Linked DNA regions of Bicyclus anynana: region 1 is linked to region 2. The links are chromatin contacts, called in public Hi-C maps. All regions are on one chromosome and are shown on one strand. Each heading gives the region's core, a stretch centred on a gene start, on an enhancer-like site or on the middle of the called end of the contact. The rest is flanking DNA. Distances are from core to core; before and after follow the strand shown. Region 1 holds the start of LOC112045072. Region 2 overlaps LOC112045072.

Region 1 (5,703 bases), core at 2,396-4,895, 48 kb before region 2:
GGTAGGGATAGGGAAGAAGTGCACATAAGACCAGGTCAGCTAGTATATACTAAATATAAAAATATAAAACAATATAATATACACAGTTATCAAGTTTTAGTTAAAAACACAAACCGTCCATATCTCACCAAAGTATCTATGCCAATTGGGTTTTTCTTTTTATCCTCTAGTCTTTTCTGCTTTTCCAACTTTGCTTGTTCCTTTCGTTTTTGTTTCTCTTCTTCTTTATGCTTCTTGACAGCCTCTACCTCTTTTAATATATCCTCTTTAAATGGACACACATTAGGAATCACAACAGGCTTGGGTTTCTTTGATTTGGGATTCTTCTTTGCTTCTTTTCTCAATTTTCTATTGTGGTCTCTCACTTTTTTCTCTATTTTATATCTGAGACGCGCTGGTTGCCTTTTTGATGGCTTTTCTGAAATAATCAAGTATATTAAAATGTTGATAATCACTTGAACATTCACACCATAAAATTTTTACTCATAAAACTAGTAGATGGATAAAATAGCTTCTGATCAAGTAGAAAATAATTTCATAACATAAAACAGGAACTACACATTGTAGCCAAGGAGAATAAAAGCCAAGACATCTCAGTAAAAACATCTCTTAAACTAGAGCAAAATAAGAGATAATACCGTAACAGCAATGATTACTAAGCAGCTAAATGTTAAATAAATACTTGTCAATAAATGGTTTTGTTAAATTATTATGCACATGCTTAACCTCTACTCTTACTAAATACAAATGCTGATCACTATTTTACTATTGTTTAAGACCCAAACAGTTTTAAATATTACATAAAAATGATTATTCCTTAATTTAATACTGATTATAATCGAAAAAGTTAAGTTTTATTTACAAGATTTGTTGACTTACTCAATTTAAATTTAGCCATAGCGATTTATGTTTTAATAATCCGCTTCTAATAAATTAAAACAGAAACTATTGTACGACGGGATCTTTCGCTTTATTAGCTACAACGAAACGTACACTGCTAGCATTAATACTATTTTATGACCAAATTAAACAAAAAATATCCACATGAACTTTTCTTTTTTTCACAATCACATGTTGACTGTTGACGGCAGTCGGCACATTCAATTTAACATTGACAGTTGATACTTGACAGATGTCTAATAGTCTATGTTGATGACAGCTGACAGACCCTTAGACGGCGTAATCAGTAGACGGAGCATAATAGACCACAGAGTGACTGTGACTGTGAATAGCTCTTAGATCTCTGAAATTACCAAGACAACCTAATAAAGACAACCTGATAAATTATTATGATCTCTGAAATTACCAAGACAACCATAATTATGTGAAATTACAATTCCTTAGAATTTAAATAAATGTTAAACCTCTATAAGCTTTGGTCATTTATTATAATACACCTGTGGCTAAGAAAAAGAATAGTATCATAGAGAATAAGAATATTAACTTAATCTGTAATTATGATTCTTATTGTCTATGGCTCAAGTTCAAGGCAATATGTTCCTTGGTTCAAGCAGTCAAGCTCAAGATTCAAATCATGCCATGGGAACTTAGAAGAACGTGAAATCTTTATGAAGCAGCGCCATCTACATTCTAGATTTAAGATTCCAGGATAGTAAATTCAATGACCCAAGGTGTGTATGTAATAAAATGTTTTTAGAGATTAAAACCGTGTAAGCACGGAAAAAAAAGAATTATTTTTCCTTTTAATTATGACGCGTAATAGGAAGAATGTGTTTGTATTTCTAAAGCAAAGGGATTATTTAAGAAATACAGTAAGTGTACATTAATTTCAACGATATTCTACATAGTCATTTGGCCTAGTGATGTATATCAAAGGTTCGATCTAATAATCCTGAGTTCGAGCCCGGGGGGTATCAATGGAAAACTTTTCGTCTTTTTTTTTGTTTTTCTCTATTGGTTTCTTCAACTATTACAAAATCCAAAATCTCTCTCCTTTACAAAAAAAACTTTGCATTATTATTTTTATAATATAATGGATACTATACTAAAAATACCGTAGCTAGTCACTAGATGGCGCTATCACAGGAGTTCCGAAAAAAGTTTGAGTAGCCTATCTATTTCCAATAATACACTGTAATCTTTGATTGATGATTCAAATCACAGACCACTTCAAATCTCAAATACTAAATTTAATTTACTTGTTAATTTTGTACATGAATAAGGATAAGTTGTTTAATATTTTTTTTTATTATTGACTAATAAATTAAGTGAACACTGTTGTTGAACCTTGTTTCATTAAAAAACATTTAAAACGTCCACCTATATGTGGAAGTCGTTTCATACCCTGTACCTACCTAATGTCGGTATATAATATGTCTGTAAGTAAATATTTATTTTATTCCAGTGGGTTTGTCAAAATTTGGAGATCGATGTTCTCGTCGCAAACTTGTAGATGCCTACATAAGTTAAACATGAAAGCTTTTTACTCACGACTACGCAGATCCTACTCTTAATAAGTGTTTAGAGTGGAGAATGTTTATGTATTTCAATGTCGCCATTTGTCTCCAAAACTATCTACTAGTCCGTTTTTGATGTAGTTTTCCGTGATGGGTACCTCAAGCATTTGATTTGTATATACGTGTTTTAAATAATTAATTTACTCTTTGATGTAGGCGTGTGTAAACTGATGTTGCCATTTATCTCCAATACTACTAGTCATATTTTGATGCAATTGTAGGTATGTAGAGAGTAGCGATTTTACATCGCACGAGAGAATTCTGTCGGGGCATCATAATTTTAAATTTCAACATAAATTTATATAAGTATATATACCTACTTACATACACGAATCAATAAAATATTTACAATTTATTCACGTTACTTTAAAGCAGCAAAACTTTAGTTCTCTAATGGCAGCCCCGCCGCAGGAGCTGGCGAGTTACGGAGTTACTGACATACGGACTGTTGATATTATTATTAGATAGGTACATCTATCACATTCAAGTTCCGCTAATCTTCACGCAACGGTACATTATTATTATTTAATTTTATTACACAAACAGTTACGTAAGTCACTGTAAACTTTCGTCTTAATCCGACTTTTGATAAGTTGTTTTAATCGATTCACCCACTGAGGTTAATCTAGCAATGCATAGGTAACTACCTGCACAAATAAATAAAATTGAAGTGTCTGTCTGTGATTTCAAAATAACTATGTTATCCTAAGTGCTTAAAGTTATTTACACATTATTATAACACAGTTAAGCTTCTTTAAAATGTTTGTCGTCCTGTCTGTCAGTTAAGCCAAACAAAACTACATAACGACTGAGCCGATTTTAACGGAAGTCTCACTAGTAGATAGAGGAGGTTATGGAGCAACATAATATAGGCTATTTTTATCCCGAAAACATCCATGGTTCTCGCGGGATTTGTTAAAAACTTAATTTCGTGGACAAAGTCGCGGACGTCCGCTAGTCGTAAATAAATCTCTGATACAGGTCATTTCAACTTAAATTTATAGTCACGGCCATCAGCTAGCTCGACCATAGGTAAACAAAACACGTCTCGTTCATTCATTGTGTACAACATTTCGTTGAATGAGCAGCGTTGCGTAGCGTCACCGAGCATGCCGCTTGACATCCTCGCTTTGTTCAAGGAACAGCTGCATTCGGAGCGCGAAACGGTCGTATACCTGAACAGGTAATAGAAGCAACAGGTCATTCCATCGGGGGGAGCTCCGCGCCCGAGCGGCTGACTGACTCGGCTGCGCTCGCAACGACCGCGCGCCAGCCGCGACCGCCGCCAGTCGCGTTCTGCCTTTCACAGGGACCGTGTGTCCGTTCGCGTTCGCCGCTCGTCGACTTTCACGCGAGCGATCGTATCGCGTTCCGAGTTATGTGCGCGAACGCACGCTTCGATAACCCTCCGTCCGTCCGATCGTGACAGTGCCAATGTCTCCCAGCCTGGAGGGGATCATGTTCAACAGGAGCCCGAACCTGTCGGCGCGACGGCCGCTGCTCGCCGAGCCGCAGAAGCCTGCGGTGGTCCCGCCGAGGGCGCCGCCCCGGGACTACGGCCCGCAGAGGCCCTCGCCGGCGCCCCGACACCTGCCGCCCGACCGACGCTACCAGCCGGAGTGCTGGAAACCGTCGAACGTCGAAATCGAAAAACGACTTCAGGAGACGAGAGCCCGAGAAAAGATCGGCTACTTCCAAGACAAAATAACGCCTCCAGAGTTGAATTTGGACCGTAGGGAGGCGGAGTTAGTGTTCAGATTCGATCCTCACGCGTCCGCGGAATATCTTTCGGGTCAGTATCAAGCTCCTACGGTTCAATATGCAAAGCCCCCGACGCCGGTGAACGGGTTCGCTAACCGTCTGCCGGAGAGAGACGGCCCCTTCGTGTTCGGCGTGCACAGCCCCAGCCAGTTCCCCATCCCGCGCCGGGAGGACGACGACTACGACTACTCGGAGGTGGCCGAGGAGAACGGCCGCCCCGTCGTACGGGACGACGAGTCCGCTGACTTGAATTGCTGTGATAAAGTGAACGAGTGGGCAGTGCGGGACAAGAAGAGCCGGAGGACACTGAATCGAATGTTCCAAATCAAGGATAGACGAAAAGTGAAAGGTGGGAAGAAGGAGAAGATAAAGTGTGTGTTAGTGGGTGACGGAGCAGTGGGCAAAAGTTCTCTGATAGCTGCGTACGCGCAGGACACATTCCGGGAAGAGTATCAACCCACGGCGTACGACACGTTCAATGGTAAGTAATTAGTGAGCCGTCAGCCGTCAGCAGACTGCCGACCGAGAATTCTATTGTCACAAGTTATCGTTGAAAGCCTTGATTTGAAAAGATAAATATAGATTACAGCCCATTATTAATTGTATTTAAAGCGATAACATCGTTAATAATGACAAGTTTTATTATCTGAATGGCGCCGTGTAAATTGTTTTTGGCTGGATTTCCAAATTTTGAAATGGTTGTCCTTACTCTTATAACGAAAGTAAATTTCTGTAAGTGTAGGAAATGTATGATTCCAACAGAAAGGAATATTTCAAGTTAGCTTGATAAAAGTTGCTTTAACTTGGAATATTTTATCGAGAAAACGGTTTTTTTTAATATTTAATGGAAAAGAGAAATCAAATAATAAAACAGAAAAACATATAACTGTAAGCAAATTACTTCTTACTTAACTGCTTGTTGTTTTGGTGTTTAAACATTAAGGTGTTTCTTCTGCATTTTCTTTGTATTAATCAGACTAACAATATTTAAGAGTTGTTACCAGTTAACTTACTGCAACAAGTTTATTAGGCTGGAAAGATCTGAAGATCCAATTACAACAGTTCAACTTTCTTTATGCAATTAATAAAATAAAATAAGAATCAAAGTACGTTGTTATACAAACACAAATGTTTATTTGCTTCGTGTAACATTCACGCCATTTTAACATAACTCTTACGTGTACCTTTAATAAGAACTAAATTTCAATGTTTCAAATAAGTATCTACTTGAGGCAAGTTTTATTTCTTTAGTACTCTTTTGAAGAAATGTAAGCCCTGATACGATTGTGTGGGTGCGTCATATCGCGATAAGATATCAAAATGACTGCAAATATATAAATAAATACATTAGGACTTTTGTGTTTTGTTTTCCGTATTCTTGCGTCCTCTGATATTATTAAACAATTCTCTATGTTGCCTTCTCTGATTATTCAACATTTATCTATTGTGCCTACATCATTTTCTT
Region 2 (5,981 bases), core at 1,201-3,700:
CGGCACGCGGCACTGGTTTTATGGAGTTTATAGATAAAATCAGTGAGAACATTCACAGCTGACACTTTCAAGTCGAGCTTCGCAATTATATCCAATAATTGATGTTTAGCACGTCGCATATCTACTTGATTTCTTGAGATAAAACGTTGTCATAAACGCGAAAGTTTCTGAAGATTGATGATATTTAAACTCTGTGAATGTCAATAGGACTGAGTTATTTTAATTAAATCAACGAAACAACGAAACGATTAAACATTCCATTCATAGTTATGTAACATTATGTAGTTACATTTTAATATTCAAATCTGTCATTACACTCCATAAGAATCATAATAGTGTCGTAAAGTTTGATTATATGTCTGAATGTGAACGTGTTACCGATATTGTGCAACGATTTCCGATTTATGTGGCACACACACACACACACAGGCAACAACTGAGGCTCTTTTGTTGATTTTGTATGAACTTTCACCCTCAGCCCGGAGCCAGCCTTTTGAATTAGCACTTCCGATCTAAATGAACTGACAAACATTTCAATTACATTTTGGTTAATGTCGAGTGGAGCTACAGATACGAGTAGGACTGTGTAGTTAACGTTTAACTTACCAACATCATCCCAATCTACTTTGAAGCCATATTAAATATAGAGACAATCGGGACACAATTTCTAAGCTCACTCAATTAGAGTCCAAGTCGAAGTAAGTTCAGAGGTGTTTTATTAAAAAAAACGTTCTCTATAGCTGATGACGTCACAGTGCAGCTGTTTTGAAAAAAATAATGTTCAATGTGACATGGAAACCTAACTTCCGCACAGTATAACAAAGGTTACAATTTTTTCAAAATTGAGGAAAACGGATATCATTAATCAAAGATTCAGTGAAAATGTTTCGTGGCCTCCGGGATAAATAAAATATTGTGACATCTTTCACTTCTTCTCTGCCGATTATAGATATACATCATGCACACAAGGTCAGCTCCGGATCTAAATGAGAATAATTGCCAATTCGTTAGCACAAGATGTCGCATAAAAGTGAATTATATGTGCGATAAATCTCTTAGTTAACGACATACATTGTACGCACAATTACTCTTTGTAATTTTAATCTTTCTGAAAAAAGTTTTTAGGCTTCTGTATTCAGTATATTCATTTTATTGACATATTTTAAATGTTTTGGCTAGTAATTTTTGTGACCGGCCGCCTGCCTGACGTCAACCCTCCTTGGGAAGGCCAAAGAAGAGATGGTTGGATTGTGTGAAAGAGGACATGTGTGTAAAAGGAGTGGATGATGAGTTGACGAGAGATAGAGACGAATGGAAAAGATTGACATATTTTTCCGACCCCACTTAAGTGAGATAAGGGTTAGGAGATGATGATGTATTCAGTATATTCATTTTACTATTGTTGTCTGTATTTATCGACTCATAGTTTTAGTTATCATTGATACGACTGATCTTACATCTATTCCGATTTATGTCTTTATTTGTATAAACAATACTCGTAGTAGGTACTCGTATGAAGGAATATATAAAGACAAACGTTAGACAACGCTTACATACTTCCTTTTAAAATATTAGGTATTGCCTGATGCTAATTGCCATGCCTAAATGATGATGCTATCTTCATCATTATCATCATCATCGTTTCAGTCGATGGACGCAACTACAGGACATATGCCTTTTGTAGGGACTTCCAAACTCTACTATATATTACAATTATTCTATGCTTCCCTATAATTTGTCAAAGTAACGCCCTGGTTCTCCTGCACCTTGATCGTAACTTGCCCAAGTGATCTATTAAATCACTACACTATGGTGCTAAGCTGACATTATAACATAATACGTTGTTGAAACTATAACGTAACATTATAACGTAATACAGTGTTAAAATATAAGTTTCAGTTTGTTTCTGTATTGAATACAGGGTTCCCAACTTAGGGGTTTTCCCCCCAGATTTAGGAGGCAAATAAGTGAAATAGGATTTTTTAGGGGTCTGAAATTGATAGGGGTATTTTCAGGGACTTTTGACTATTTAATATTTTTAAATTGATGATAATTTTAATTTCTTTCTTGACCTAGCGACTTATAACGACATAATATAATACGTTATTCTACAACCACTCTGAGGCAACTGGCGGCAATTTTCATCGAATAAAAAAAAATGTTAAATTTATTCATTGTCAACATGTATGATTTCAAAAAATCTGAATCTTCAGATAGAAACGTAATATTTTGTCTGTATTAAATATAGACTTTTGAAACATATTACAGCATATTATTTCTAAATTATTATGAATTTATATTTTTTAGGGGGACAACTCAATATTTTGGAGAGTTGGTAACATTGATTGAATATTGGCATTGTTGTATTCCAGGACTCGATGTCTCCGCTCCGCGCGCTGTGCTATCCGGGCACCGACGTGCTCATGCTGTGCTTCTCCGTGGTGCGGCCGGAGACGTTCCGCTCCGTGGCCGAGCGGTGGACGCGCGCGGTGGCCGGTGTGCGCGCACCCTTAGTGCTCGTGGGCACGCAGAGCGACCTGGCGCTCGACGCTCGTGTTATACAAGCTTTAAGAGTAAGTAGCCACTTGATGGTGCGTCGAAAACAATCGCCTGTAGCGGAGCATGCAAGGAACATATCCCACAGCATCGCCCTGTGTCCATTAACCTAAAGAATAGATAAGCCTCATGTACCAGTAACACAGGCACAGTATCCTTCAGACCGAAACACAGCAATGCTGCTTGGCTTTCCATTTTCTCTCCAACTAAACGAGTAGTTAGTGTTAGGATTGGGAAGGATATAAAAGGTTAAAAGTACATCGATTTTCTCCCCAATGATGTCATCACGGACGTCCGCTAGTTAGTAATTATAAACATAAATGTTTAAATAAATGTTAAGTTTTTTATATTACCAAAAAATCAAATAACAAACAGAACTTGGCTGGCAAACATTCGTACGCCTCTATATGACGAGAATAAGTAACAATAAATATTCTATTCCAAGTAGGTATCGTGGTTATTTACAGAACATCTCCTTCTTAGACCATAAAATAAAAACAAATGAGGGTGAAATAGGGTGAAATAGCGATTGTTTGTAAGGAAAACCCTTCATTTTTAGAGTTACCTACAGTTTTAAAAATTTGTTCATAAATCGTAGAAAAAAATATAACGTGATTCAAGAATTATTAAAATTCAACCCCTCCATTGGTGAAATAGGGGTTTACATTGATTTCCACGCGGACAAAGTCGCGGGCATCTGCTAATAGATTATAAAATAGAGGATAGTGATGCGTTCATTTTTAAGATTGTATTATTTTTTTTCAGTCGCGTGGCGAGCACGCGGTCACAGAAGCGGAGGCGCGGGCGTTGGCAACAAAAATAAACGCCGTCTATGTGGAAACCTCCGCGAAAACGAGGAAGCAACTGAAGGACGCTTTCGACGCCGCCATCTTAGCGGGGTTGCCAGTTGTATCGAGCAAACGACCCTTTTGGAAGAAATTGTTGTGTATAAATTAGCATTAAAATATATTTAAAATAATTGTTCCAACGACAGATTCGTGTAAAATGTATTTTTTTATGGATTGAATGTTGTTGCTAAAAATGGTTTACTCACCAGCGGTTAAATTGATAATTGCAGACTGAAACCATTAGCAATTTAGTAACTTATGAAACTGAAGATCCATTAATACGTCTGTTAAACCCATAGTGTTATCCCAAAATCAATTAGAAATTAAACATCATTGTGGGTATTAATCAACTGAAATGGAAATGTAAAACATTTTTAAAAACCTCAATACAGGTATAGCATGACATGATCTACTTTTGTTGATATGAACATTCCTAAATAATATGTTATAAACTTATAACTAGATAATAGGTCCATTCAAAAGACAAATAACGTCGAAAATTGTTATACAATTGTGAGACTGTGACCCATATTACAATCATTATTATCAATTAATTATTTAATTGCATTTCATCAATCAATGCATTTCCAATTAATACACTTCAATAAAACTGTGCATTATCTAATAAAAATAATTATGAAATGTTACCCACACTTAATAAATTCGGGTAATAATAATTAAAAAATACTTATAAACTCCAAAGTCTAGTATAAAAACGTTGAAGAATAGGAAAAAAGTGTTATTTCATATAAGTATGCATGTGCCTTAAAAATATAGTATAATAATAAAGTTGAACATTTTTTTATCTGCAATGTTCTGGATGATTGATGATTGTTTAAATCTGACAGGAACCCAAAAATTTCCAAGTTATTCCTTATAAAATTATGACAAAATAATAAAAAACATGTGATCAAAAAATAAATATTGTTTGTGCCTTTTATTAAATTTGTGTCAAATTGTTTCATTTTTATTTAATTAAATGTCTTTGAGGCTGCTTTTTATAGATGTGTTGCATAGCTACAATTTGTTGTGTTGTGTAACAGTGTGTTTGAAGTTTGTAGTTAAATATTTTAATGAATTTATCGATAAATTTTGACATTTGTACAGTAAATTTATGTAATTATAATGACGATATCATGAAAAAATAATAAAACAGATTATTTTAATTGTTATACTCATAAGATGTAAATAATAAGCAGGAATGTATGTTAATGTTGTTTTATACTCAACACGAACTGATAATTATATTTTATTACAATTTACATATTTTCGTTTTTATTTTATAGGTACCTAATATTTGTATTCCTTATAACTTGGTTATACTAGTTACCTTAAACACAAAAACTAATTATTGTTCCTTTTGGTAATGCATATTCGAGCAATTAGCTAAAAGGGCTACTGAACGTTTCATTCGAATCATTAAAAACATACACATAAGTACTTATTATTACCACCATCGATATAAATCGTTAGATGGGCCCCTCCATATTAAAGAACGCTCAATTGTATGTCTTTTCCAAATACGTGCACGCACATCTTATCTTAGTACGTAACAAGCGCATGCTGTGAGTGGACGTGGACTTAAAAAAATCTATACTGATTTTTCTTATTTTAATCCCTTAATTATGCCTTTCATTTTGGAAGTGTAAAAACACAAGCCACAATATGAATAAAGAGAAATAAGTCACGAGTGATGACGTACTCGATGTGCGAAACCAATGACAACTCCGCGACGCGTTGAGGCCCATCTAACGATCTACGATCGATGATTACCACAACAAAAATGGCGGAATATCTCCAACATTCTCTTTTATATAGAGATTTTATGAAAACTCCGTGGCGATGCTGTGGTTGATGGTTGTTGTGCCACAATATAAACACCTCGACTGGATTGTACACACTTTACCAACGAATGTCCGCTGAAGCTCCACCTCGGTCATTACGCGCAGGGGCCGATCCAGTAATTTTGCCGCTCAGAGCAAAGATAAATATTGCGTCCCTTTACATACACCAAAAATACTTTTTTTATTATTATACTAGCGGATGCCCGCGACTTCGTTCGCGTGGAAATCAATATAAACTGTCAAGCCTTATTTCACCACTTTAGGGGTTGCATTTTAAAAATTTTTTGAATCACATTTTATGATTTATGAACAAATTTTTAAAACTGTAACTCTTTCTTTCTTTCTTTCTGACTTTCCATACAAACTATCAACCCCTATTTCACCCCCTTCTTATTTCATATTCACTTTTTATTGCGAAAATGAAATAAGAAAGGAGGTGAAATACGGGTTGAAAAATAAAAAGTATCCTTTAACCTTCTCTATATTATGGTCTCAAACCGAGCAAAATATTTTATATGAATTCATTCAGTAGTTTCAGCGTGATGCCCGAATAAAAAAAAAACAAGAACAGACAGGCAAAAAGATATCCGTGTTGAGTGTGTATATTGAGTAGATAAACATTGAAATTAACAAAAACAATGGCTAAATTTCCATTTTAGAAAAATTTTTTTAGGCTTAACCCGAGAAAAAAAGATTACTCTGATACGGCGGTAGTTACGCCCCTGACCTAACA

What was found. A called contact is a pair of places that touch in the nucleus more often than the background predicts.
Region 1: a Hi-C map of whole larva shows a contact between it and region 2, with 4 times the contacts expected there. The contact joins the promoter of LOC112045072 here to the enhancer-like site in region 2. A contact is called at or near these places in 2 of 2 Hi-C or Micro-C datasets (whole body and whole larva).

Annotation. Positions count from the first base shown.
Region 1 is chr7:259,536-265,238 of ilBicAnyn1.1, reverse strand. It overlaps LOC112045072, which reads left to right and starts at 3,645. Exons shown (of 4, transcript XM_024081138.2): 1 at 3,645-4,719. The coding sequence starts at 3,912. It overlaps LOC112045074 (guanine nucleotide-binding protein-like 3 homolog), which reads right to left and starts at 1,085. Exons shown (of 9, transcript XM_024081141.2): 1 at 880-1,085; 2 at 129-418. The coding sequence starts at 898.
Region 2 is chr7:210,325-216,305 of ilBicAnyn1.1, reverse strand. It overlaps LOC112045072, which reads left to right. Exons shown (of 4, transcript XM_024081138.2): 3 at 2,373-2,573; 4 at 3,322-4,666. The coding sequence ends at 3,513. Among protein-coding and RNA genes, the nearest start is that of LOC128198245, 6.2 kb to the right of the region's middle. Within about 2 kb of position 2,450, at least 8 of the 8 cell types and tissues checked have open chromatin away from gene starts, as enhancers often do.